5 separate regions of the Sus scrofa genome follow, and regions 2, 3, 4 and 5 are each linked to region 1. Evidence: chromatin contacts called from public Hi-C and HiChIP or PLAC-seq data. All regions are on one chromosome and are shown on one strand. The core of a region is the stretch at or near the end of the contact, and the rest is flanking DNA. Distances in the headings are between cores, read along the strand shown.

The links. Hi-C and Micro-C count contacts between places; a contact is called where the count stands out from the background. HiChIP or PLAC-seq counts read pairs in DNA pulled down with a chosen protein or histone mark.
Region 2: a contact with region 1 is called in an H3K27ac HiChIP or PLAC-seq map of alveolar macrophages. The contact joins the enhancer-like site here to the promoter of VIM in region 1. A contact is called at or near these places in 2 of 5 promoter capture datasets (fetal skeletal muscle and skeletal muscle), 14 of 47 Hi-C or Micro-C datasets (adipocytes, alveolar macrophages, embryonic fibroblasts and 10 more) and 2 of 2 datasets of contacts at active chromatin or transcription factors (alveolar macrophages and skeletal muscle).
Region 3: a contact with region 1 is called in a Hi-C map of retroperitoneal adipose tissue, with 2.7 times the contacts expected there. The contact joins the enhancer-like site here to the promoter of VIM in region 1. A contact is called at or near these places in 2 of 5 promoter capture datasets (fetal liver and fetal skeletal muscle), 7 of 47 Hi-C or Micro-C datasets (embryonic fibroblasts, fibroblasts, mesenteric adipose tissue and 3 more) and 2 of 2 datasets of contacts at active chromatin or transcription factors (alveolar macrophages and skeletal muscle).
Region 4: a Hi-C map of embryonic fibroblasts shows a contact between it and region 1, with 1.9 times the contacts expected there. The contact joins the enhancer-like site here to the promoter of VIM in region 1. A contact is called at or near these places in 1 of 5 promoter capture datasets (liver), 5 of 47 Hi-C or Micro-C datasets (embryonic fibroblasts, fibroblasts, mesenchymal stem cells and 1 more) and 2 of 2 datasets of contacts at active chromatin or transcription factors (alveolar macrophages and skeletal muscle).
Region 5: a contact with region 1 is called in a Hi-C map of embryonic fibroblasts, with 3 times the contacts expected there. The contact joins the enhancer-like site here to the promoter of VIM in region 1. A contact is called at or near these places in 2 of 5 promoter capture datasets (fetal liver and fetal skeletal muscle), 3 of 47 Hi-C or Micro-C datasets (embryonic fibroblasts, skeletal muscle and subcutaneous adipose tissue) and 2 of 2 datasets of contacts at active chromatin or transcription factors (alveolar macrophages and skeletal muscle).

What each region holds. Positions count from the first base shown.
Region 1 is chr10:43,514,655-43,518,442 of Sscrofa11.1, forward strand. It overlaps VIM (vimentin), which reads left to right and starts at 1,787. Exons shown (of 8, transcript XM_005668107.3): 1 at 1,787-3,548. The coding sequence starts at 2,986.
Region 2 is chr10:43,306,790-43,310,793 of Sscrofa11.1, forward strand. All of the region lies in intron 28 of CUBN (cubilin), which reads right to left. Among named protein-coding and RNA genes, the nearest start is that of CUBN, 110 kb to the right of the region's middle. Within about 2 kb of position 1,397, at least 65 of the 83 cell types and tissues checked have an H3K27ac peak or open chromatin away from gene starts, as enhancers often do. A contact at or near this core is called in alveolar macrophages, embryonic fibroblasts, fetal skeletal muscle and 5 more, where this site is marked.
Region 3 is chr10:43,283,220-43,286,744 of Sscrofa11.1, forward strand. The region is part of intron 29 of CUBN (cubilin); the gene reads right to left. Among named protein-coding and RNA genes, the nearest start is that of CUBN, 130 kb to the right of the region's middle. Within about 2 kb of position 1,767, at least 21 of the 83 cell types and tissues checked have an H3K27ac peak or open chromatin away from gene starts, as enhancers often do. A contact at or near this core is called in alveolar macrophages, mesenteric adipose tissue, omental adipose tissue and 2 more, where this site is marked.
Region 4 is chr10:43,361,433-43,365,159 of Sscrofa11.1, forward strand. The region is part of intron 17 of CUBN (cubilin); the gene reads right to left. Among named protein-coding and RNA genes, the nearest start is that of CUBN, 51 kb to the right of the region's middle. Within about 2 kb of position 1,924, at least 17 of the 83 cell types and tissues checked have an H3K27ac peak or open chromatin away from gene starts, as enhancers often do. A contact at or near this core is called in alveolar macrophages, embryonic fibroblasts and subcutaneous adipose tissue, where this site is marked.
Region 5 is chr10:43,340,317-43,344,262 of Sscrofa11.1, forward strand. All of the region lies in intron 22 of CUBN (cubilin), which reads right to left. Among named protein-coding and RNA genes, the nearest start is that of CUBN, 72 kb to the right of the region's middle. Within about 2 kb of position 2,570, at least 27 of the 83 cell types and tissues checked have an H3K27ac peak or open chromatin away from gene starts, as enhancers often do. A contact at or near this core is called in embryonic fibroblasts, fetal skeletal muscle, skeletal muscle and 1 more, where this site is marked.

The DNA.
Region 1 (3,788 bases), core at 537-3,036:
TATACATTAGAGCCCTAATCTCCAATATGCTGACACTTATAGGTGGGGCCTTTGGAAGGTAATTAGGTTTTAGTTGAGGTCATGAGGGTGGGGCCCTTAGGACAGGATTAGTGTCCTTATAAGAAAAGGAAGTGATCAGAGCTTTTGCCCTCTTTTTTGCCACATGAGGACACAGCAAAAGGTGGCCACCTGCAAACTACCAAACAGACTCTCAGCAGACCCCAGGTCAGCTGGCACCTTGATCTTGGACTTCCTGCCCCCACAGCTGGGAGAAATAAATGTTTGGTGCTTAAGCCACCCAGCCTATGGCAATTTGTTGTAGCAGCCTGAGCTGAGACAGCAAGCACACACACACCCATCCTAAGGATACAGCTTGGGGACAGGTTGCAAAGGAGAAGGGATACCCCCCGAGATGATGATGAGGCCCCAGCGTCCCCCCCAGAGGGAGTCACCCACAGACCTGAGGAATGTGCTTTGGTCACCAACAGGGCACCCTGCCACACCGCACCAGAGCCTTGCCCTCATTTCCCCGTGGTGACTCAGTCAGCAAGCGTCCCCTGACAGCACCAGCGCATTGTCCTGGGATCAGCATTTTAGGTGGGAGGAAGGTCCACCCTCCCTTTCCCCAGAGGGAAACGGCTTTTTCTCATCCGAAGGGTTCCAGGCAAACTCACAATAGTGACATTTGCAGAGCGGAGCTCGCATAAAGGGCTCTCAGAGCATAAGTGGGCCCGCTAGGACGCCACACCCCAGGAATGCGCCTCGGGAGGGACCCGCAGAGCGGGGAGAGAATTAAGGCAATCCACAGCGGGGGAGCGGTACAGCAAGGGGTCCTGCAGCGCGACCTTGGCAGCCCCACCGGCCAGAACGAACTGAAAGGAGGTAAACAAAACACTGCCTAAAAGAGGCTTGTACAAAGAAGTGAAAATAAACCCTTCATTTGGTTCTGAACTATTTTTTCTTAAATGCCAGGCAACCTTCAGGGCCCCCCTTTCCAAAACAAAAACACAAAAGCAGAGGGAAGAATTTTATCTCCCTCCACATCCACCACTGAATCAAGATGTTTCTACTTTTGCAGTGATTTTGGAGTTAATCCGTTCAATACTCAACTCTTCTAAACACTGAAACACCACAACAATAACGACGAAAACCTGTGATTTTTAAATTGCTACGAAATCACTGACAGACTCTCTTCTCTGTTCTGCGCTTTACTCATTCCCAACAAAACCCCTTCAGTTGAGTGATTTACCTAGAAAGATTTTCAGGTTGGAATCTGAACACGCCCTTGTGCCCTGGACCAAAAGTTTTCTCCTTCTGTAGACAGCTTTATCCCCCTCACTCCAAGATGAATTGCAGGAATTCTTCTGGAAAATAGGCTAAGGGACCTGTGACATTTCTCAGACAAGTCACCAGAATCCTGCGCTGTGCATCATGCGTGAACTAAAATGAACACATAAATCTAGTCTCAAACATTCAGTCCCTTGAGTTACATAACTGCCTTTTATTAATCAAATTAAACATTTAAAGCAACATCTACTTAATTCTATAATTGGTGTAGATTATATCTTTAATGTCTCTCACTACAGCAGAAAAAGCAGTGATCACTCAATTGGATTTTGCAACTACAGAGTTTCCTCTTTCACCCAGAAACGTTCAGATCTTGTTAAAAGTCGGGTGCGGTTTTACGGGGGGAGGGGGTGGAGGAAGGCGGAGAGGAGACCGGAGGGGAGGCGGGAGGAAACTTTGCAAGAAAAACCCTCCCCAAGTGCCTTTGTGAGGCCGGAGACCGGCGTTTGGCGGTTACAGAGCCTCCGCGGAAGTTTCTTACTAAAGAGAAGCCAGCATATTGGAGCAAAATCTGGATTGGGCGCGTTCCTAAGAATTTAGGAGCGCTCTAGACTCCAAACCAGCGAACGGCACATAAGAAAGCAGAGCCCAGCTCGAAGTTGGGTAAAACTTAGAACCAACAGTACTCGCACAGTGGCCCGGGGAGACGAAAGTCAATCTCGTCTAACGGTTTTCCTGAACCGCTAGGACTCCTCAACCTCGGTGGCGGGACAGCAGAGCGCAGTGACTCACTGCCAGTGGTGACTCAGCGACCCCACCCATCTCCCCTGGGCTTTCCTTGGCCACTTCCTTGCAGCTCCTTGTCCAAAGCCGGGCCCAGCCGGTTAGGTCCCTGAACAGGAACTCCTACTACAGGAGGACGAGGAAAGTTGGGGCCGGATTGGTCCCGCTGTCCAAGCAGGCGTGCGCAAGGCTGCGCAGAGCCCAGAGCCCTGCGCCCCGGGCTGTGCGCGCCCCCACCTCGCGCTCCAATCTCAGGCCCTCTTTGTTTCTTTCTCCACGCCTTCCGATCTGCTGGATCCCTCACTCCTCTCTTCCGGCTCCTTTACCCGCGGGGCCCCCCCACCCTCGCGCTTCCAGGCGACCGCAGCCAAGGGGCCGCGCGCCCCTCCCACCCGCACGCTTCCTCCTACGCCTCCCTAGCTGGCTGGGTGCCCGGGACCCTTGTGGTTCAGTCTAGGGAGGGCTCCCCCATCACCGCGGGACCCAGCCTTTTTCATCACCCAGAGGTGAGCACACCTCAGGCCATCCTCAGGAAAGCCCCAAAAGTTCCAGTTCAGCCTCCAAGTTACTGGGGGACTGAGCATAGTCCCGGTTGCGGAGGAGGGGGGAGGAGGGAGGCTCCCGGGCTCCCCCGCCCCAAACCCCAGGCCAGCCTTCCCGCCTCTCGCCGGGTCCCCATTGGCTGGCGCACTCCGCCGCCGGGATGGCAGTGGGAGGGAACGCTCCATCCTAAGGCGGTTATAAAAACTGCGCCCTCGGCGGGGTCCCGTCCTCTGCCACTCTTGCTCCGGGGTCCCCGCGCCAGAGACGCAGCAGCGCTCCCTTTGCCCACACCCACCGCTCCCTCGCTCGCCTCTCCTCCCGGAGCCAGTCCGCGCCACCGCAGCCGCCCAGCCCACTGCCACCTCTGCAGCCATGTCCACCAGGACCGTGTCCTCGTCCTCCTACCGCAGAATGTTCGGCGGCCCTGGCACCGCTAGCCGGCCGAGCTCCAGCCGGAGCTACGTGACCACGTCCACCCGTACCTACAGCCTGGGCAGCGCGCTGCGTCCCAGCACCAGCCGCAGCCTCTACACCTCGTCCCCGGGCGGCGTGTACGCCACGCGCTCCTCGGCCGTGCGCCTGCGGAGCAGTGTGCCCGGCGTGCGGCTGCTGCAGGACGCGGTGGACTTCTCGCTGGCCGACGCCATCAACACCGAGTTCAAGAACACCCGCACCAACGAGAAGGTGGAGCTGCAGGAGCTGAATGACCGCTTCGCCAACTACATCGACAAGGTGCGCTTCCTGGAGCAGCAGAACAAGATTCTGCTAGCCGAGCTCGAGCAACTCAAGGGCCAGGGCAAGTCGCGCCTGGGGGACCTCTACGAGGAGGAGATGCGAGAGCTGCGCCGGCAGGTGGACCAGCTCACCAACGACAAGGCCCGCGTCGAGGTGGAGCGCGACAATCTGGCCGAGGACATCATGCGGCTGCGGGAGAAGTAAGACTAAGCGCCCGCGGGGCTTCAGGAGGGCGGCAGAGGGGAACCGAAGCTAACACGCCCTTGGGGATGTGGCTGGGGCGGTGGCTGCCTGGGGTACGCGGTGGGCGGGGGGAGAGCGCTGTGGCTGCTGCGGCGCAGCCCTGCCCTGAACCCAGATCTTGCAAGTTAGCATTTACCCTCTACCCCGACTCATTGCCCAAGAACGACCAAAATTCAGATTTCTTAAAACTACCACTT
Region 2 (4,004 bases), core at 147-2,646, 210 kb before region 1:
TGAACCACCAAGAACTCTCAGAACAAAAAGGAGCTTTTCAAGTGTCTCTCTGTTGCAAAATTGTTTTATGATCTTGAAAATTTGTGATTGTAATGAATGAAAGTATAATTGTTTCCTTTCTGAACTGGGGATGCATAGATTGATTTCTCTCCTAAATGAATTGTAGAGTCACGGTGAGTAACAACTAAAACTCAGCCCTTTCTATTTGGGGTTGGCATCTAATTCATACTTTGCCTTTTTTTTTTAGGGCTGCGCCTGTGGCATATGAAAATTCCCAAGCTAGGGGGTCAAAGTAGAGCTGCAGCTGCAGGCCTACGCCACAGGCACAGCAACGTTGGGTCTGAGCCTAGTCTGTGACCTCCACCACAGCTCACAGCAATGCCAGATCCTTAACCCACTGAGCAAGGCCAGGGATTGAACCCAAGTCCTCATGGATACTAGTTGGGTTTGTCACTGCTGCACAACAGGAACTTCCTAATTCATACTTTTCTAAGTACCGTTTTTATTTGCAATTTCTGCAGAAGAAAAAAGTTTTAATAATTGATTAAAGAGAGTCCATTAAATCAAGAGTTTCTTTGGGATGATCATTTAAATATGGAGAAACTTTTGGAAAGAAAAATAGGGCCCGTTTCCTATTACAAGTCTTTAAAAATTCCAACAAAACTTCATACTTTAGAGTTTAAGACATAATGGAAATGATTCATCTGCTGTGAGGGAGAATTCTAGGTGTGGTAGAGAATCCCCTGATATTTGTGAAGAACAAAAAATCTGATCAATGTAAAGAAAATAGTTAAATTTCTGAGAACTATACTCCACGAGTTCACAGAATGGCTTTTCAAAGTCACTGTCACCAATAGAAGATTCTCTTTTGATTGGGAGCAGGAAAGTCATTTTATTACAGGAGCATATCAGAGTTTAGAGTATATTCAGTGTGGTCAGTGATAGGCTCTTAGATTCAAAGTCCCTTCTGAGCTCCTACATTTGCTTAGAATACAATCTTGTGAAAATGTCTTAACCTCCATAAGCTCAAATTTCTTTCTGAACTTGGCATCTTAATGGTACTTATAAAGTTATTATGTTTAGCAAATAAGACACGCTACACAAGCTGAATGTGAGTTCTGGCGTAGGGAAAGTGCCCAAAACGTGATTCTAACTCGTGGTCAGAGGCAAAGGGAACCAATGCTGTTTCCAAAGAAACCACCCCAGAAATAGCTTGGGGAGAAAAAATGTGATGGGTAGAGAGAACTCGAACTGACTCACGGAGAACATTTCTCAGAAATCATCCCTGGTGGACCAGACGCGGAAGCACCGAATCAATGAACCACTTCTAAGGAGCTGGCAGCCAGCAAGGGCGGTGTTGCTATGACAACCTGGTTTTGTGTGTTGATGAGCCCACTCCTGACGTGTGGGGTGCAGAGCGCAGTGCAGATCAGACGGCAAGGGAGACTGTTAGCGTAGAGTGTGTGTCTGGGTGGAGGGAGACGGTGGGTGACAACAGGGCTGGTGGCAAAGAGGGTGCTGGGAAATCTGTCAAGGCTGCTTGGGGAGTGGATCAGGGAGAGGCCATACTAAGCAAAGCAGCTCTGCCCACTGCCTGTGTTTCTTCCTGAGGCAGCCTCCTCCCTGCTTTCTGTCCCGCCAGCCTGCAGCTCTAGCTGCAGAGGAGTAGGGATTGGTGAATTCTTGGAGCACCTCTTCGGATTATTTTCCCCACCCGGAAAAACAGCTCTACTGGGATCTATGGGAGCGGCCTCATCAGAACAGTTATTGAGAACATTGTTGCTGAAGTTTACACACAAATCTCCCGGATACACTTGGCACTTGAAGGTTACTTTCAATTTGAGGGGCTTTGAAATGTTCCTGCAACAACAGGAAAAACGGCCAGGCGGGATTCATAGAGTGGGTGAAAGGCTCCCACCGGGTATGAGAAACGCTGGGGTGATAAAACCATAATCAACTTCTTGGAGGTAAATTAGGCAGATGTTTAGAGGAAAGCGAACAAGCAGAGCAGGGAGGACTCTAGAGGGCTGGGGATCCCAGGGAGGGGAGGGCTGCTCCATTAGACACGCACAGGCACAATGCTGGACCTAGAGGCACACATCCCCCCCCAAGGCACAGGGGAGGCCACGCTGCCTGCCTTGTGCTGCCTGCGGGGTGGGGCAGGAAACAGGAGGTACCCATCTAAAATTAAACAATTCCTCACAATGCTGGGCTTTGCATGAGGCCAGGAAACCAGCTTGAAAAACTGCATTCTGAATTCCTTTGGGGCACTCTGAATCAGAGGTTGGTCTCAAACGCAGACCCTGTGGCTTCCTTTCCACGTGGTGGCTGCTTGCTGTCCCCTCTTAATGGTGCACTGATATTTATTTCTACTCTCTACATATTACTTATTTTAGAAGCCACAAAGGCTGCTTGGGGGATATATATATATATATTTTTTTTGAATTATTGTCTAATCATGAATCTGTGCAAAGATTTAACTATGAAGATGTTTATCTCAGCACTCTTTACTATAGTAGACTTTTGAAAAGATTCTCTACAAGAATTGGTGGCTGTATTATGATGATGGGATATCCAATGTTACAAATGCCTGTGGTGTAATAAATAACAAAGAGTAACATTCACAAGCTATTGTTACATGTAGAAAAGTCATTATAGGAGTTTCCATTGTGGCTCAGGGGGTTAAGAACCCGACTTTGTCCATAAGAATGAGGGTTCGATCCCTGGCCTAGCTCAGTGGGTTAAGGATCTGGCATTGCCACAAGCTGCGGGGTAGGTCGCAGATGTGGCTCGGATCCAGTGTTGCTATGGCTGTGGTGTAGGCTAGCCTCTGCAGCTCTGATTCAACCACTAGCCCGCCTAGCCTGGGAACTTTCATATGTTGCAGGTGAGGCCATAAAAAAGAAAAAGGAAAAAAAAAAGTCATTGTAGAGTAGTAGGTACAATATCATCCCCTGAGAACACTCAAATAAAATAAATATATAGGGAAAGACTACAGGAAATAAATACCACCAAATATTATTAGTAGTGATGTAATTTAGGTTATTTTTATTTTATCTATTTTTTTCTACATTTTCCAAATTGCCTGCAAGGACTGTATTCCTGTGTAATCAGACGGGTTTATTTTTAAAGTATTATCTTTGGGGATTTATTAACATAGCAATGTAGCTGTGCCCTGGTAAAATGTTTTTCCAGTCTCAGCATTCCATACCCTTGTAGGTTCTCAGACATCCAGCTGGTCTACTAAAAATATTATACTGTCTGGCTCCATAATCATTTTTATGTATCTCAAGATTATCCATGAAAATTAGCCCATTAAAATGTTATTATGTAAAGGAATCTCCTCCAGCATTAATTTAAACCGTATTTTGTCCCCAATGCTCCTTTATTTTATCATAACTGGGTTTTTATTATTAATTAGACTAGTGCTTTATTAAAAAATAATTCCTTCAGATGTTCAGGGACGAAAGAGTTCTTACCAACATAAGTTTTGATAGTCACTGATGGACCACTAAGTGCCTAATTCCCTCCCTAGAGGTAAGTGAAATGCTTTGAAAGCCAAGCATATTCTCCCCTGTGTGTACACGAACCACAGCCTTCCCTCTGCCAGCTCTACCACTACAGTGAAGCAATACCCAGTTTAAAAAATTATTCTGCCTCCTATAAGCCTTGCCATCTGCTACAGATGGGCTTAGAAGCAGGAAGGAATTTATTGGACAACATGAAATCCTAGAACCTGGAGCTGGAAGGGAGGAGAGCACTGCCATAGCCTTCCCCAACCAGGGGAGAGGGAAAGAAGCCTGTTCAATACACAAGTAAAGGTAAGAACTGAAGGGCAAAGATGTCATTTTTGAAAAAAGTTCTCAAATGGGGGTTCCCTTCATGGCTCAGTGGTTAATGAACCTGACTAGTATCCATGAGGATGTGGGTTCGATTCCTGGCCTCGATAAATGGGTTAAGGATCCAGTGTTGTCGTGAGCTGTGGTGCAGGTCACAGACGTGGC
Region 3 (3,525 bases), core at 517-3,016, 230 kb before region 1:
GTTTAGACTCCTACTCTCCTCACCATCATCACATGACCTATCTGAGTAATAAAATGTAGAGCAATAGAGAAGTTTTCTAGGACCGGGCTTCAGTCATTTAAAACAGATGGCGGTGATCTAGGAAAGCACTGCAGAACAGAATAGTTCTATTTTAATTCATAATTACATGATGAAAATATTAACCAAGGAGTAGACATGGGGTGATAAATGGAGTTCCGAGGGATACATAGAAGAAATGGAGATGAGTGGCTCTTTGCACCCAAGTGGTAAGAGAAGACTTTCATGGAGGAGATGACATCCTTTCAGAGTTGCCTAAGTTATGCGAGAACTTGCAAAACGTTTGGAAATATAAAGTAAGGCACAGACCAGGGCATAAGACAAAACAGATTCCAACCCTGGCTGTGCTGCTCTTTGGGTAACTAAGTTAACCTTTCTGAGGCTCAGGGTCTTCTTCATCTCTAACAGTATCAGGACTCAGCCTCAGAGGGTTGTGATACAGATTAAATGAAAATACCCAAAAGTGTCTTGCATATGACGGCCACTCCAGGTATGCTGTGTATTACAATTGAGGGGTTCATCTAGATCTTGGAGGAGGCTACAGAAAGACTTGGAATTGAAAAAAGGAATTACCGTACCAGCTCAAGGGCCATCATGAATAGCCAATAAGAGATAAGAAATCACTTGTTCATGAAGCTGCAACAAAGACAGTTCATCTTTGAATGGTGGTTCACAGTTTGTCACTGTGCTTTTAACAAGCACATGATCTTATTTGAAATTCATAACAATTCTATGAGGTAGGCAAGATTGATCATGGTGGGTCCATTTTAGAGATGAGCAAAGTGAGGCTCCAGAAGGCTTCTGGACTTGTCACTCACATAGTGGATGGCAGATCTGGGCTCCACCTTCCCCCACCCCTGCCCTCTGCCAACCTCTCCTACCCCCAACCCCTCAACTCCTAGTTCAGCCTTCCCTCCACGATGCCTGGTTGGGCATTTCGCCCCAAAGGGCCTGGGTTGGCAGTGTTAAATACCGCCCTTATTACTGTTCTGCCCATCTACTGAGGAAACAAATCACCATGGCAATCAGGACAAAAAATAAACAAAGCAAAAATATTTTTCATTTAATGTGAGGTGTATCTGACCAATATTAACATCATCAGACATCAGCTGAACTAGACTAAATAATGTCCTCAAGAGAATCGTATGTTATTCTGTTTTCTTTAGTTAATTTTTATAAAATTTTTAGTACTGGTGACTGATAATCTATTTGATTCCATTCTCCTCTAAACTCCCAGTCATTAGCTGAAAGGAAACGATTTCCTTATCAGCAGGAAGCACGCCGATCTACTGAACTCAAACAAGAAAGAGTTAAAAGTTGCTGCTAAACCTGTGAAGATAACTTAAATCTTTTGCATGAAAGAACTTTGCTAACTTGGTGTTGGGTTTTTTTTTTTCCTTTTGTTTTGTTTGGCTTGATCTGAAATGAGCAATGAGCTAAAAACTTCCAGAACAACAGCAACAAAAAAGCATAGTTTATGTATGTTCTATCCTCGAAGGCTGGGGTGGCTGCTGAGATTTTTTTTGTTTTCTGTTTTTAATAAAAGCAAATTGGCAATGAGACAGCAAAACGGAATTAGAGGCACAAAGTTTTAAGAGCACATTCTGTATTTCCTGCAATTAAAATTGCTCAAGCGCAGTCAACGCTTTACACTTGGCGTTTTCCTAAAACTGTGTTCCCTAAACCGATAGCACTGGGAGGGCTGCCAGCTTGGCAGTGACCTGGCCAAAGCCCATGAGGCTGAAGGAAAGGGAGCAGAGGACAGACCCAGAGAGGACATCTTCACATCCTCAAACTTCTGAGGGAAACGTCTGAGCGACCAGTGGTCAGTGTGACAAAGAAGCTGGAAAGCCGAAGAATAGTAAAAGAGTAAATTCTAAACAACAAAGGGTGATGCTCATATACTTCATTAAAAAGAGTGATTTCTACTTGAATAGTTTTTCTATAACATAAAAGTAAAAATTTTTTTCTTCTCCGAAACTTTAAGAGGCGACTACCTAGTTAGACAATTTCTCTCTGACATACAGAGGCGGTGGCAGGTGATGGGAGTGGGGTCCCAGGAAGGAGTTACCAGTAAGGACTCTTCTTGCAAGTCCAGGTATGGGGCAGGTATACTCTGAAATGGTGACAAGGAGCTCAGAGTTTGGGAAAGGCCAACCCCAAACAAGATTGAACTACTTCCCAGAGAACACAGGCCTCACTGCTGATTTATCCGTGAGACAGGCAAATAATACATTTACAGCAAATTTCAATAGAAATCTTCAGGTTGGGCTGGAATAGAGGTGGAGACAAACACGAACTCCTTAAAAGGGCCCAAAAGTCAGACATTACTGATTTGATTTTATCAGTTAATTCCCCAACAGTCTAAAAGTGTATGTTTACACGAAAAGATGCTCAACACTGCTAATTATTACAGAAATGCAAATCAAAATGACAATGAGGTACCACCTCATGCGAGTCAGAATGGCCAACATCAAAAAGTCTATAAATAACAAATGCTGGAGAGGATTTGAAAGAAAGAGAATTCTGCTACACTGTCAATGAAGATGTAAGCTGGTGCTACCACTATGTAGAACAGTATGAAGAGTCCTCAGAAAACTAAATATAGAAATACCATATGATCCAGCAATCCCACTCCTGGGCATATATCCAGACAAAACTATAATTTGAAAAAATACATGCATCCTAATGTTCATTGCAGCACTATTTGCCATAGCCAAAACATGGAAATAACCTAAATGTCCATCGATGGAGGAAAGGATAAAGAAGATGTGGTACATATATATGATGGAATACTACTCAGTCATCAAAAAGAACAAAATAATGCCATTTGCAGCAACGTGGATACAACTAGAGATTATCATACTAAGTGAAGTCAAACAGAGACAGACAAATATCATGTGACATCATTTATATGTGGAATCTTAAAAAAATGATACAAAGGAACTTATTCACAAAACAGAAACAGACTCAGACTTTTAAAACCAACCTATGGTAACCAAAGGGGAAGGGTAGGGGTAGGGATGGATTGGGAGTTTGGGACTGGCACATGCACACTATGGTGTATAGAATGGATGGTCAACAGGGACCTGCTGTATAGCACAGGCAAATCTACTCAATATTCTGTGGTAGCCTATATGGGAATGGACATGTGTATATGTATAACTGAATCATTTGGCTATACAGAAGAAATTAACACAACACTGTGAATCAACTATACTTCAACAATTTTTTTTTTGTCTTTTTGCCTTTTCTAGGGCTGCTCCCGTGGCATATGGAGGTTCCCAGGCTAGGGGTCGAATCGGAGCTGTAGCTGCTGGCCTGCACCACATCCACAGCAACTCGGGGTCTGAGCCGCGTCTGCAACCTACACCACAGCTCATGGCAATGCTGGATCCTTAACCCACTGAGCAAGGCCAGGGATCGAACACGCAACCTCGTGGTTCCTAGTTGGATTTGTTAACCACT
Region 4 (3,727 bases), core at 674-3,173, 150 kb before region 1:
GATTATTTCTTTTCATTTAGCAAAACTGAGTTGTTTACCTCCATGTACAAAGCCCTGCAGAATCTAGTTCCCGTCTAACTCTAGTTTCTTTCTTCCTCTCCTTTTCGATGCCAGCCATACTCATCTATTCGCAATTCTGTGGGTGTGTGTGAAGCTTTTTGTCAATTCAACCTCTGAGGCTCTGCTGGCACCTCTCCCTGGAATGGTCCTTCTCTCCCTTCTCTCGGCTCTTGGCATTGCTAATCCCTTCTCATCTTCAGACTCGAATCTGACATCCCCGGGAAGCTACCGCTAAGCGTTCAGCTTAAGTCATCACCGTGTTATTTTCTCTCATATACTTTCTTTCCTTCACGATACTTTGCCCACCTTGAAATTATGTGGTTTGGGGCTTACTTGTTTCATACCTCTGTGTTCTGCACATCCACCTCCAGCACAGTACCTGGCACTGAAGTTACTTAATAAATATCAAGGAGTTCCTGTCATGGCGCAGCAGAAACGAATCCGACTAGGAACCATGAGGTTGCGGGTTCGATCCCTGGCCTTGCTCAGTGGGTTATGGATCTGGCATTGCCGTGGGCTGTGGTGTAGGTCACAGACATGACTTAGATCCTGTATTGCTGTGGCTATGGCATAGGCTGGCAGCTGTAGCTCCGATGGGACCCCTAGCCTGGGAACCTCCATGTGCCGCAGGCGTGGCCCTAAAAAAGCAAAATAAATAAATAACTAAATAAAAATTGTTGCAATTCCTACTTAAAAAAATGAACATAAAATAAAGTCCAAAGTCAACTTTTAAATAAATAAATAATAAATGTTTAGAACATGAGTACATAAATGCGTGAATAACTTCTAATCCTTCCGGAAAGAATAATATTACTGTTTCTGAGGTGGATGAGAAACCTGAGGTTTACTGATGTTAAATACCTCGCCATTGGTCAAACGGAGACTTGAAGTCCTTTGTCATCTTTTCATGCAAGATTGTTTTCGTTTATACCTCTCGATCTGCCCCAATAGCACCCATGCTCTGATAAACATCATTTCCAAATCCTCTTCTCACTCCGTGCTCTCCATCTCCCTTACCCACTGGGTCTGTGATCTCCACAGAAGCATGCAACTCCTTGACCGACAGGACGGATCTATGCCACACGGTCCCTCACGGGCCCCAAACTAGGTGGTTCTACCCTCTCAGTCCATGGCCTGGCTTCCTCAGCACCAATCGGTAACATTATCTCAACTGAGCAATGGCGTCTTTTTTTTTTTTTTTTTTCCTTTTGTCTTTTTAGGGCCGTACCCACGGCATATGGAGGGTCCCAGGACAGGGGTCTAATCGGAGCTGTAGCTGCCAGCTTATGCCACAGCCACACCAGATCTGAGCTGGGTCTATGACCTACACCACAGCTCACAGCAACGCCATATCCGTAACCCACTGAGCGAGGCTAGGATCAAACCCACAACCTCATGATTCCTAGTTGGATGCAATTCTGCTGCACCACGATGGGAACTCCGTGCAATGGAATCTTTTATTACTTCAATAAAAAGCACCAAGATGGCCAAGCAATTGTGGAAAAACTGTTTTGACAACAAAAATGCTAGAAACTAACCAAAAGTTTCTAGTCTCTGCCCAAACCCCAAATCCAATATTCTAAGAATGCAAACTCTTGACAATCTTCCCATTTCCCCCCTTTTCCCCCCTAAGATCTCTAGAAAGACATTTCTTTGAACTAAAATTAATGTCCACATGTGCTTAACTGGAAAACAATAGCCCGCAGGCAACTCTGGTGCATTTGCTTGCTGCAGCTACATTCCTGCTCCAGTTGCCAGAGGTCCTATTCTTTCTCTGCCCTTTCAGTTTATACCCTTAAGAATTTTTCTGTGAGTCATGAGTCATGAGGCTCTGACCATCGACGACGTGTCCCTTTGAGGGTAACAAGGCTTAGGCAGACCAAAAGTCACAGCCCTCCCTCAACCAACCCCAAGGCTGGAGCTGAATAGCTTCCATGCCTAACAAAGACCAAAAGAAAGTCCTTTGTGAGGGCGAATCCATCTGAAGGCCCCTGGGGAGGTGGCAAAACCTTGGAGGGCCCAGTGGGAGCACAGGGGGTGGTGGCTCAGGGAAGGAGGGACAGAGGAGGTGATGAAGGGTTCAGAGGCAAGTCAGACCTTCAGTTTTCCAGTTTACTGTGCTCTCTCATCCCCCCCCCCTTTTTTTTTTAGTTTTCTTTAACATCTTAGAGATTTTTACTTGGTTTTGATGCACAGCCTTTTCTTTTTCTTTTTTGTTTTGCCATTCATGTCATTTTCTATTTCCTACTTTGACCCAGTAATTATTTAGGAGAGAGTTTATAGACTTCCAAGAAATTGGACATTCACAAATCTTAACCCTAATATCTAGTTGCATCACACTGTGGAGAGATATGTGTACAATTTCTGTGTCGTGAATTTCCTGGGCATGGCAAGCGGTGTCAAATAGGATGAATTTGTCCGGCAGTGAGACTTGCAGAATCAGTACACATGCCCTAGATTGCAGAAGCCAAACCGAAAGTAACTTACTTTTCCCTATCATGTTAATTAGAGTTATCAACTTTTCTATGCTGTTTACTTCCATTTTGCTTTCCTTGTCTAAGAAGGAATCAGTTCTCCCAGAAGCCCTCCTGTTTCCCAGAAATCTCCTCTCCTTCCCCTTCCATTGTACCTCTCTTCTGTGCTCCCCTTCTACCCACCCAGTCTTGGTGGGAGGGGGACAAAAGACTTGGGGTAGGTCAAGGAGATCTGGTGAGGTGAGCAATTCTATTCATTTCCTTCCATGTCTCATTTCAAGACATGGCCTTAATATCACATAAGCTTCCAAAATTATTATTCAGCTTAGTACTTGCCTTCACTGGGATTAAAAATTAAACTTTCATTACTACCTTATGTGTCCTTCAGTCAGAGTTCTGATGGCTTCATTTGCTTATGAAATATTAATGAGAGCTGCTTCTTTTTATTCTGGAAAGATGGTTCTATCACATTCATTGAACCATTCTATATAATTTAAAAGCTCTCATCGACAAAAACAGATGGACCGAGAGTTGATCTATTCTTGCTATGCCTAATTCTTCTGCTACCAGCCACATCACATCACCTGGGGGCAATGTACACTTTTAGAACTGGAGATTGTATTTGCCGTAGCAATATAAATCCAAGAATTAATACATAAGTGTGTGTTTCCTGTTTAATAACAAAAGAAAAAGAAAGAGATGCTGCCATGAATCTGGGCAATACCACATTTGTTAAATAGTTATATTTCATTCTCAAAGAAATGTTTACGGAGCTCTCTTACAGAGCAAAAAGTCTTTCAAAACCAGACTCTATATGAAAGAGATACACTAGGCATTCGCATCTTAATCTACATTTAAAGGGCATGTTCTCATGGCAACAAGATATCTGGAACTACAAAAGGAGAAGATTTGAGATTCTTAAATCACATCTATTCAGACTCAAAAGAAAGGTTCCGACTATCATTCTCTCACCTCTCTCTAGAATTACCTCCCTATTCTTTGCTCTTTCTAAAACTTTGGGGGGGTGGTCTCTCTCTCTCTCTCTTTCACAAATAGAGTTGAGAAACGGCAAGGTCACCCTCCCTCCAAACCGCCAATGTATCTTAAATACCAGTCTCATTTTTTTTTTTTATTCCTTTGATAAAACATGGTCATTTTTAAGTATACCTTTAAAAAAATAAAACCACTATTTT
Region 5 (3,946 bases), core at 1,320-3,819, 170 kb before region 1:
GGACATGAGCTATCAGTGGTTCTGTATGAAATCATTTAGGAAACTTCTCGGTTCTGCATGATTCCCCAGGACCTCAGATTTTCTAGACGTGAGCTACATAAATAATCAACCCTGAAATCACCATCTGCTTCTATTGGCATATTTGGTTGAACCATCTTCAAAGTGCATACTTGAGAGAAGATAAAATTACAGGTTCAGCTTCTCTGTAAGGAAGGAAGAAGCCTCATTAACCCAAATCTAACTTTTACCTACAATTTTCTGCTAGGCGATCACAGTCATGGCTTCTTGTTTTTCCCACGCAGATCACCGATTCTAATGAATTATGAATATAAGCCAAATCACTAGAGCAGCTATTGTAAAACTGTACTTGGATTATCAGTAATTTTAAATTTGGCACAGTCATGGTGCTTTACAGCTATTATGTGATTTTTACAGAAAATGTCTCTTTGGATCTTCCTCAACTATGTGAAACTGCCAGATCTTATAACCTCCAATTTTTAGAGAGCCACAGATGAACAATCAGAGACTCCTGGAGGTTAAGTTCTGAAAAATTACTTAGTTCAGACATAGCAAAGATATAATTTAAACCCAAGTCCTCCCCTTCCAGGCCCTATGCTCTGTAATAATCCCTGGTTTCTCTAAGTATGAAAAGTCAATTTAGAAATGAAGGTGAGTAGAAAACTAAGAACATCACAATTAAGTGTTTTGTTTAGCATTTTCATTCTAAGAACTAAAAAATATGATCCATTAGATAAGATAAATCTACTGAGCTGGCAAGTGCTGGGATAGCCAGACATGCAAAAATATGAGAAAATACTGACCAATAAGAGAATAAATCTTAAAAAACAAACAAACAAACAAACAAAACCAACAGACCTAGTAAAAACCTTTTCCAGAGGGAAAATATCTGAATATCTCAGAGTGGAAAATACAGAATTCAAGTTGGATAGAAAGAATCAGAGAGGCGTGTGACCTGCCCAAAGCTTTCCAAGTTAGCATCAAGGCTGAGACTGGAACCAAGGCTCTGACTTCAAATGCAGCCTTTCTTTCACCAAATCATAACAAGGACTTCCTACGATGAGCAGCAATAGCCCAGTTCCCCATTACACCTCATAGCGATTTATATGCTAGGACTTGACTTTTAGAGTCTCTGACGAACTGCAAATTTTCACTAGAATCACTTGAACTGCTCGTTGAAAACCTACCCTAGACCTATTTGAATCAGAATTTCTGGATGGGCCCCTAATATCTGAATTTGTACCAAGAAAACCTTACCTTAAGTTTCCAATGAACAATTTGAGAACACCACTCTACTGGATTAAAGATTTAAAATAGCATTCATTTCTTCTAAAGGAAACTTCATTTACCCTTCCATTACCATTTTTTGACTCATCACTCTTAGATGCTTTTTCTGGGCTCAGTGACAGGACAATGGATGAAAAACAACACTGAACACCCACTGTTGGGTAGGTGGGACTCCGGGCTGGGCATGAGGAGGCTGAGAAAGCCCATTTTTAAGCTAATATTGATGAGGTTCTGACACTTCCTGGCCATTTTCCCAAATGATTGTAACATTTCTCTCTTTGCAAAGAAATGAAAATTCCTGGGAGATGGGTCACAGCTGTGGCTCAGATTTAATCCCTGGCCGGGAACTTCATATGCCATGGGTGTGGCCATTAAAGAAAGAAAGAGGGAACAAAGGAAGGAAGGAAGGAAATTCCTCCATGGTTCTACCATAGCTCTAAAGTGAATGATACCAGCCACATCGCCGGCAGTTCCTATAAGCATTTTCAAGAGCTAATCTAAACAATGGAAAAGCAAATGGATTCAATGTTCAGACCGGACTGTTTGGGTTCTAAACTAACTACCTGTGTATTCTTGGAAGGAAAAATTCAATTCTGGACTTCAATTCCCCTCATTTGGAAAATAAGGTAATTGGAGTAGATTAGTGTTTTGAATTGTCTGACACACCATTAAAAATACATTTATATCAATCACGCACACACATGGATAATGCAAACGGGTTTCATGAATTTATACCAAACTTTGCATGATAAGGTCTCATACTTTCTTGTCTATTCTTTTCTATCCTATTCCACACTTTTAACAAAGGTAGGTAGCAATCTAATAAAATAATATCATGACCCACTAAAGAGTCATGAATGTTTCAATGCTTGAAAAACACTAGACTAAAAGTTATACAGGTTTTCACCTAATGTTAGAATAAAAAATGCATTAGATACATTTCTCCATTCTTTCTTATCCTTTTAAAGTCCCTTCATGGTAGGATTATTTTAATGTCTATGTTAATAGAAATGAATATTATCATTTAAATAAGTAAAGTTAACTAATCAGTTCTATTCTCTCAGCATTCAAATGCCTTGTACTTTAAAATAAGCAAGGATTTAAAACCTGGTTTTATAATCAGTTGCTAAGAGATTCTCAAGAGTCTTTACCCAAGAATATTTTCCTTTTAGTTCTTTGTTTCTCTTCCCCAAGCACATCTGGAGGGAGGCAGAAACAGTGATGAGGGAAGCAGTCAAATTCATGACCAGGAGCTGATCCCTTTCCTCCCAAGCACATATTTAAGGACTGAGATCATAGCCTCATTACAAACTACAGATGGAAAAGTAACTGGACTCAAGTTAGAAAATTTAACCTTTATCAGATGAAGACAGGGAAGCCTTCAGCAGAGAAACTCAGGCCTGTTGTATGAGGGACTGAAAGTCAGCAACCACACATTGTCATTATTGCTCTAAAAATAGCTTTTGCTAAAGCAATAAAATAGGATGAAGGCCAATGACTGAGCCTCCATTGACACTTTCCTGATACTGTTTCATTCTGCAGAAAACATCAAAAAGAAGATGACACCTGAAAAGAAAGCATCCTAATGCCTCCTGTTTCTGCTTCAGGTGGGCATCTCACTCAAACTCCGGCCACCTAGAGGGCGAGCCCAGAGCCAGCAGTCACCAGCCGGACCCCGCCATCCGTCTCCTGAGTCCAGACCTTCCCTGAGCTGCCCTGCAGGGGCGTCCTCGACAAGTCACAGGAGCCAATCGCTCAGGTCCTCATCTACATGGACACTGAGACAGGCGCCAAAACATCAAGCTGAGGGTGCCACAGAGCTTCCTGAATCCAGTCATCTGGTTGCGATTTAGAATATTTGACGGTGGGAGTCAGACAGATGAAATCATTCTGTAAAAGGCAGGCACACAGTGACCAGCCAGGCTCAGCCAAGGGACGGAAAGCAAACACTCCCTCGCCTGTGATTTCAGCCCTGTCTGGACCCAACGAGCCAAAGCGGTGATTACCACACATGGAGGCGGATTGGAGAGTCTTCAGTGCTTGCCACCTCAAGATGCTCTTCTCTATTATCCACTGTCTTTTCTAGTCTTCTCTTTATTTGTCAGTTTCCTTTACTTTCCAGCTTGTTGCTTTTGTGTTTCACAACTTACTGTTATTTGTCCTGGTATCTTATCGTCCTGAATTAAAACTTTACATCTTCCCTGCCAGATGATTCCTATTGCTCTTGGTTCTTCATGCACTGGGTGTTGCCTTACAAGCTAGTGTGGTTCCAGCAGAGCTCTAGCAGTCGTTGCAGAGATAACTTGTGTATCATTACAGAAGGTTCCATAGTATTTGAGGAGGCCCTTCCTGCACTGTCTGTTATCTCAGTTATTGCTAGCTTATTCATGCAGCAAATTAAATTTGTGCTCATAGTTGATTAGAGCCAGAAGACATCTCAAAGATCATCAAATCCAATCCCTTAATTTTACAGATGAGAAAACTATGGCCCAGGGAGTTCAAGTGACTTGCCCCAAATCCTAATCTAATATGCAGCTGCGGTTTGGACCACATATACGAGGCAGATAAAACCACAGAAGTATGGAAAATTGTGTGCATGCTATAATTCCTTGGGAAGTCAGTTTGGGTCATTGGATGTTAA